Linked DNA regions of Zea mays: region 2 is linked to region 1. A link is a contact called in public Hi-C data. All regions are on one chromosome and are shown on one strand. Each heading gives the region's core, a stretch centred on a gene start, on an enhancer-like site or on the middle of the called end of the contact. The rest is flanking DNA. Distances are from core to core; before and after follow the strand shown.

The links. A called contact is a pair of places that touch in the nucleus more often than the background predicts.
Region 2: a contact with region 1 is called in a Hi-C map of endosperm, with 3 times the contacts expected there. The contact joins the promoter of LOC100281866 here to the promoter of LOC100282825 in region 1. A contact is called at or near these places in 7 of 25 Hi-C or Micro-C datasets (bundle sheath, ear, endosperm and 3 more).

The regions. Positions count from the first base shown.
Region 1 is chr2:13,203,942-13,207,902 of Zm-B73-REFERENCE-NAM-5.0, forward strand. It overlaps LOC100282825 (seed specific protein Bn15D1B), which reads left to right and starts at 2,016. Exons shown (of 2, transcript NM_001155731.2): 1 at 2,016-2,194; 2 at 3,810-3,961. The coding sequence starts at 2,109.
Region 2 is chr2:13,432,583-13,436,543 of Zm-B73-REFERENCE-NAM-5.0, forward strand. It overlaps LOC100281866 (Phosphoribulokinase), which reads left to right and starts at 2,076. Exons shown (of 5, transcript NM_001154786.2): 1 at 2,076-2,655; 2 at 2,769-2,853; 3 at 2,929-3,016; 4 at 3,111-3,355; 5 at 3,479-3,961. The coding sequence starts at 2,150. The coding sequence ends at 3,700.

The DNA.
Region 1 (3,961 bases), core at 766-3,265:
ACACGGCAGCCAGTCCCTGAGCTTCAAACACGACTAATAATAATACAGTACTCTTTCCGTTTCTTTTTATTAGTCGCTGGATAGTACAAAATTGCACTATCCAGCGACTAATAAAAAGAAACGGAGGGAGTAATAATCAGGGAGGCACCTCACCTATTACTAGTCTATTGCTGCGGTGTCAATCTCATCCAGGGGTGGGGGTGCCCGTCCGAAACGCACCCCGGGGACGTCACGTGTGGTGTCTGGTGTGGACCGACGCCGAACGCGCCAGGCGCGGGAGACCGGGAGACGGTTGGTCGGCGCGAACCCAGCATCTGGAACGGCATATTCTGATGCCCTGCAAGACTACTCGGTACGATACAGTAGGGGCTGCGGTGCTGCACCCGGACCCAGATGAGCACAGGCACCGATTATTTTTTCTTTATTTCACTAAAGTTTTATATTTAGACTTTTGATAGAACCAAGACTGTTTTTTTTGTCTTACAGTATGATAATGTATATGACTTCGAGTTATCGGCGTCTAAGTCACCACAAAAATAATATAGCAGCATTCGACGACGCGATAGATCCTAATGTCAAGGTTTGACATCATGGACGCTGCATCTTATTTCGAATTATTGGCGTCTACGTCACCATAAAAGTAATATGGCAGCATTTGGCGCCATAGATTCTCGTACTTCTTTTTATATTATCTGTTAGAATATGTATTTAGTATTATTAGATAGATATTTAAACCTATTCTTATAATAAACTTATAAAAGTATGCAGCAACAACTTACCTTCTAAAATGATAATTTGAGATATAAAAAATAGGTAGGATATCTAACGGATATGTTCTAGAAACTTGCCACGCCGGTACAATACCCATCCATCCGCACGCCCCACGCAGGACTAGAGTTTCTGTTGCGATGGAAGATTTCAAACGAGCCTTCAATCAGTGAGGAGGGATCAAGTTTGATATGAAAGAGGGAAACATAAGAGGAATGAAACCAGAGGAGATCGTGGTTTTCTGCGAACAAAAACCCCATGATAAACGAATTAGAGTTTCTTTAGGCTATCTTCAGCAGTCCGTGTAAACGGCCGTCTAAAGTATTGTTTTGAATCATATATTATACTGTTTGCAGAATGAACTTTAAAATATGGTGTGAGATATGAAGTGAAATAAGAAGTCTGCCGAAGATAGTGAAATAAGAAGTCTGCCGAAGATAGTCTTGGATACCCATGTCTATCTATGACTAACAAAAGTATGTTGCAAGCACGTACGTCTTAGCAGCCGGTAAGGTCGTCTAGAAAACCGCTTTTGTTTATCATTGGCGACCGACATTTCCCCCTCTCGCAGATGAAACTAATGCAGGCTCCTCAGTCCAACCGTCCACCGTCCCGTCCGCAGTCCCCTGTCACGAATTGAATAATGTGATTCCTTACAGTAATTAAACCCATTACGGCGAAACAAACAGTGCCGCATCACGCGGGCTACGTGTGCTATTGTAGCCCGCACGGTCAGGTACAAACCGAGTTATCTGCAGTTTTGTACACGCACACTTGCCATGAGAGAAATGACACATGGATAGCACCATTCTCAAGGGGTAAGAGCCGCGCGCAATGATAGTAGTACTCGTAGTAGGAGCCAGCCAGCCACACATGACATGATCAGATCAGACGGCCCAGCGTTGATGGAGGTTCCAAGGTGACGTCGCTATCCGGACGGCGATGCTGCTGGCCGTTGGCAGGTAGTTGGACGCACAGCTGGACGTTCCGATCAGGAGCGGGAAGGTTGCCGTCACCGTCAGTGCTGCTGCTCCCCAATAGCCGCCGTAGCTGCTCCGTTGCCCTTTTGTTTACGCAGTAGCCAACAGCAACAGCAGGCGCCGTACCTGTACGACGGTGCGCCGGCATGGCACCGGCTCGCTCGGACGGTGGTGGCCTGCACGGTGCACGCTGGTGGTGGTCCCGGGGGGCCCCGGGCGCTATAAAACGAGGCAGCCGGTAGGAGTCCACGGAATCGAAAACCCACCGCACCCTTTCATCAGCCTGCCTGTCCACTGTTGGCTTGGTGACTTCCTCCGCTCCGCTCCGCTCCCCTCCGCTCCCGAACGGTCGATCTTTGCATGGCAGCAGCAGCTGGCTCCAAGGGGCGGGCGATCGCTGGAAGCTTCGTCAGCCGCGTCCTCGCCGGCAAGGCCGCCTCGCCGAGGTACTCAGACGGGCCACACTCACCCCACACGCGCGGGTTTCGGTTTGCCCTGTGATTCTGCTTTTTTTTTTACTATTTTTGAGCGTGCTTGTTCTTGATCAGTTCGTCGAAGATCTCGCCGTAGTTTTAGGCTTGTAGCAGAGCGATCTGTCTGTTCTTTTTACGGCCGTTCTTAGCTTTGCTCTGGGAGTCTGGGTCCGGTGATCCGGTCCCTCGGATCGATAGTGCTTATTTCGCCCCCCTCCGACTTGGGACTTGTTGGGAGGATCTTAGCTTCGTGGATAACTATAACTCTAGTTCTGCAGAGAGCCCTTGTTTCGTGTTGGTTCAGTGTGCTGCTGGTGCCAAGATTTTGGTCAGCAGAAATATCTAGAAGTTGGCGACAACAGAATGATTATCTTCTCACACGAGTATGTAGATATGGCAACCCTGAACATCTCCCAGCTTGTTTAATCCTCTGGCCGTCCGTCCGAGAACAATAGAACACATACTAGGAGTCTAGGACTAGGAGGGAGAGTATGTATCTTCAACTTGAATGCACACTACCATCTCCGTATAAGTGATAGAAGAACTCCATCCATCTCCGTAGAAGTGATAGAAGAACCCCAACCAAAGCCAGATCCATGTGCTTGTACTACACTAGTACCACGGAGTCCTTCTCTCCCTCCTCCGTAGATATTACTGTATTTGTTGTTCTACGGTTCTGCCCACTTCAGACTGTCAAATCTGCAAAACTGTCTGTCAGCCTCTGCCACTAGGAAAACTGGAAAAGCCAAACGCCACGCCACGCCACTAGCAGGCTGCAGGCGCACCCACACAAAGAAGATGAGGAGCAGTGGAGGCGCGCAGGACGTGCACATCAAGCCGCGCAGCAAACAGCAAGCGACCTCGCCTGATTGCCTTCCGTGTTCCATCGCATCGCTTTCCGAAAGGCGGATTGATGGGTGGGTCTGGTGCGCGGTAGTTGTCGCTCGGCTCCACCCTCACCCTCACCAGTGGGCAGTGCAGTGGCCAGTCACTCACTCCTACCCACCTGCCGATCTTGGCTGCCATGGCTCGCTTGCTTTGGTTCTCACTCAAAGGAAAGAAAGGAACCCTCTCCACGGTACGACCGGGACCAGAAGCATCCGCGTCTGCCGGGCCCCACCTACCGTCCTTTGGCATCCGGTCCGTACGATTCTGTTTCGATCCCATCGCGCCAGCTGCTGCGGGACGCCGGGCCGACGACCGATCGGGGCCGTCCGTCCGTCCGTGGGGTCTCGCAGTAGGTGACATGCCCATCGGACGGTGTTTGGTGTGGACGTGTGGTGGATGGTACATAGTACCGGGCGTGGTACGGTTTGCTGTGGTGAGTGAGTGAGTGGGATCATGGAGGGCCACCTGGCCTCGCCTCGCTCTTGTACGAAGTCATGCGCGCCCGCCCATGGCCCATTCGGCCCATGTGCGCGCGCAGCCCAGCCGTGCGTGGGAGTCCGATCGTGATGCGTTTGCTAGCTCTGATGCCATGGCGCCATTGTTTCAGCCTAGGTGTTGGGATTTTTCATCTTGTCATGAACGCGATGAACCTAGCGATCGTCACACGCTCTCTCTCTCTCTCTCTGGTTCCCGTGTGCAGGAGGGCCGTGCACGCCTCGGCGTACGACAAGAACCTGGAGGACCAGGTGCGCCCGGCGTTCGTGCCGGACGATGTGATCGGCAGCGCCGGGAGCCCCGACAAGTACTGGAGCCCCCACCCCAAGACCGGCGTCTTCGGCCCGGCGGCGGTGG
Region 2 (3,961 bases), core at 826-3,325, 230 kb after region 1:
CGTGTAGTATAATTTGTTTCAGTATACATCATAAACTAGTTCTAATGCGTTTAGTTGCATGGCTGTTGGAGGGATCCTATATTTATGAAGGAAATAAAACATTAAATGTGATTTTTTGTTTCTATGCATGCAATTCATTTCCTTTCATTGCATGTTCTTTCCATCATAAATTCGTGTGCATGCAGCCTGTATCAGATTTTTACGCAGTATACCGAATTGCATAATTATCTACACAGTGTAGCATATTTAGTATCAGTATATAGCATAAAATGGTCATTACGAGTTTTAGTTGCATGTCTGTTTCAGCGATCCTAAATTTATGGAGGAAATAAAACATTTAAAATAGAAACCGCCACACATATCTTTCCTAAATTTACGCGCATGTAAGGGAACGTGGTTGACTCATGCATGCATTTTGCCATAATTTTAGGATCTGTATAACCGCATGCATGCGACTGCCATGTTTTTCGGATCTGCCATAAAAATAGGATCGTAATAACAACCTACTAGAGCTATCAACCTCTTTCATTGGCTCGGTATATACGCTTATAATTGATGGATTTTATGCTCAAAACTTAAGGTTATTACGCTCCAACCCGGAGGTGCGTCCACCAGTGAACAACATGCCAGATTTTTTACGCAGTGTAACGAATTGCATAAATACCTACACCATGTAGTATAATTTGTATCAATATATATCATAAACTAGATTTAATGTGTTTTAGCTGCATGGCTGTTAGAGGGATCTTATATTTATGAAGGAAATAAAACATTAAATACGATTTTTTGTTTCTATGCGTGTAATTCATTTTCTTTCATTGCACATTATTTTTATCATAAATTCGTGTGCATGCAGCTGGTAACAGATTTTTACGCAGTATATCGAATTGCATAATTATTAACACAGTGTAGCATATTTAGTCTCAGTATATATCATAAAATGGTCCTTACGCGTCTAGCTGCATGGCTGTTGCAGCGATCCTAAATTTATGGAGGAAATAAAGGATTTTAAAAACAGAAACTGCCGCACATATCTTTCCTAAATTTATGCGCATGCATTGGATCGTGTTTGACTCATGCATGCATTCCTTTTTTTTTGCGCTAACAGACGTGGGGCAGGTGGCGCACCCGACAGCCTGTTTGGGCGCGCTGGTTGAACCAGTTTGCAGGGGTGGTCGGCCTGGGCTTCCTTTAACTATTAGAAGCCCAGGGCTCCCGTTATACCTACCCTATATATATATATATATATATATATATATATATATATATATATATACACTAGGTGTGTGCCCGTGCGTTACAACGGGAATACGCTGGGATGAGCATCGACACATATCTGATCGGATCTTATATTTTCTTGGGGATCTAGAGAAAGTTTGCTCGGAAGCTAAACATGTTAAGACCTGAGTATGTGTTACCCTTGTGCCCCATCAGCACACTGTTCTGCGCTTGTATGAGACCTGAGCAGATATCTCATTACACTGGTTGTTGTTCTTGGATTTGAAATTTATATTGGAGTTGTTGTCTGGAACTCTGGATAGCATGATGTGGTAAAAGCAACTGATGATAAGATAATATATATGTTGCTCATGTAAAGGACAAGTGTAGAACAAAAATGTCTCGACTTATAGTGAGTTTGTTTTCCCACTGTTATGTAATCTTTCAGTTGGTTTGACCACGGTTGAAGGAATCTGATACTGCTACTGAGACATGAGGCATGCAAATTAACAAGACTCATACAAGCGCGGAACAGTGTGTTGATAGGGCACAAGGATAACCCATGCACATGTCTTAACATGTTTGGCTTCCGAGCAAACTTTCTCCAGACCCCCCAAGAAAATGTAAGATCCGATCAGATATGTGTCGATGCTCATCCCAGCGTACTCCCATTGCAACGCACGAGCACACAACTAGTTAACTATAAACTCTATAAATGTAAGCTACTTTCGCAGTAGCTTTACGGATCCTGTAATTACATTATTTTATGGACTGAGGGAGGGAGGAGAGGATCAATAAGCCACGCGGGCCCCACCATATCTTCATCCACAAAGCCACCACCAAGCTTTTTCATGGTCGTCGCTTTCCGCTTTCCTTTGCTGCTGACCATATATCTACGGTAGCAAGACAAGACAAGGAAGTCGGCTGATCCATGGCGGCCTTCACGGTGCACACGAGCGCCGCCACCTCGCCCTACTCGCCGGCGGGCACGGCCATCCTTCTCCGAAGCCGGAGTCGAGCCTACCCCACCGCCACCATCCGCGTGTCGTGCTCGAAGACGGTGGTGATCGGGGTGGCGGCGGACTCAGGGTGCGGGAAGACCACGTTCACGCGGCGCCTGGCGAGCGTGTTGGGCGGCGGGGCGGAGCCACCGAGGGCCGGCCGGAACCCGGGCTCCAACACGCTCGTCAGCGACACCACCACGGTGATCTGCCTGGACGACTACCACTCGCTGGACAGGGTCGGGCGGAAGGCGAAGGGCGTCACGGCGCTGGATCCGAGGTTCGTCGACTTCGACCTCATGTACGAGCAGGTGAGGGCCATCAAGGAGGGCCGCGCCGTCGAGAAACCCGTCTACAACCACGTCACCGGCCTCCTCGACCCGCCCGAGCTCATCACCCCGCCGAACATCCTCGTCATCAAGGGGCTGCACCCAATGTGACTACTGAGGCATCCCTTTTGCCTCATTTCGTTTCGTCATTTTTTTTCATTAATTAAAATGCGCTGCGCTGCTGAACAATTAATCTACTATCTGTTGTTACGTGTGTCAGGTTCGACGAGCGCGTGAGGGACCTGCTAGATTTCAGCATCTACCTGGACATCAGCAACGAGGTGAAGCTTGCATGGAAAATCCAGGTCCGTTGTGTTGTGTATCGATGCTGGTCACCATCAGGACGTTGTCTGCCTCGATTTCACGACCATTTACTGCAGAGAGACATGGGAGAGCGTGGTGGGCACAGCCTTGAGAGCATCAAGGCCTCCATCGAGGCAAGGAAGCCCGACTTCGAAGCTTACATTGGTGAAAGCCTGCCGGCAACCTTGCATTTGCACGCCGAAAATTCGCAAGTCAAAGTGCAGAGCTGAGTGCTCCTCTTCTTCCTGCTGCTGTGCAGAGCCGCAGAAGCAGTACGCGGACGCCGTGATCGAGGTCCTGCCGACGCAGCTGATCCCGGGCGACGACGAGTGCAAGGTGGTGCGCGTGAAGCTGATCATGAAGGAAGGCGTGGAGCACTTCGCCCCCGTGCACCTCTTCGACGAAGGATCCACCGTCTACTGGATCCCCTGCGGCCGGAAGCTCTCCTGCTCCTACCCTGGCATCAGGTTCGCCTACGGCTTCGACACCTACTTCGGACACGAGGTGACGAGCTGACGAGTGACGACCACTCATATACTCACTCATCGCCGTCTCAGCAGCTAGCGTTTCAGCTCACTGACAGCTATATATGTCCTTGCGTTGGCATGAACACCTTTGGATGGTAAGGTGTCGGTGGTGGAGATGGACGGGCAGTTCGACAAGCTGGACGAGCTCATCTACGTGGAGACCCACCTGAGCAACCTGTCAACCAAGTTCTACGGGGAGGTGACGCAGCAGATGCTCAGGCACGCCGACGTCCCCGGCAGCAACAACGGCACGGGGCTCTTCCAGACCATCGTCGGGCTCAAGATCAGGGACCTCTACGAGCAGATCGTCGCACGTCGCTGACCATGACGGCCAACCCTAGCAAGGTCTCGTTTTTTTGTCCCATACAAACAATCAAACGCAGACCGATACTTGATCAATACATGTGCAGAGCCTATTTCTGCTCCCACGGGCAACCAAACACATCGATTGTGTTCGTGCGCATCAGCACGGGTGTAGAATGGATAGGCGTGTGTGTAGTTGTGTACAGGCTACACGCGTGTCCGGTCCGATCTTTTTGACAGATTCGTGCAATGTCGCGTGAGTTGGTGTGGATGTCGGTAC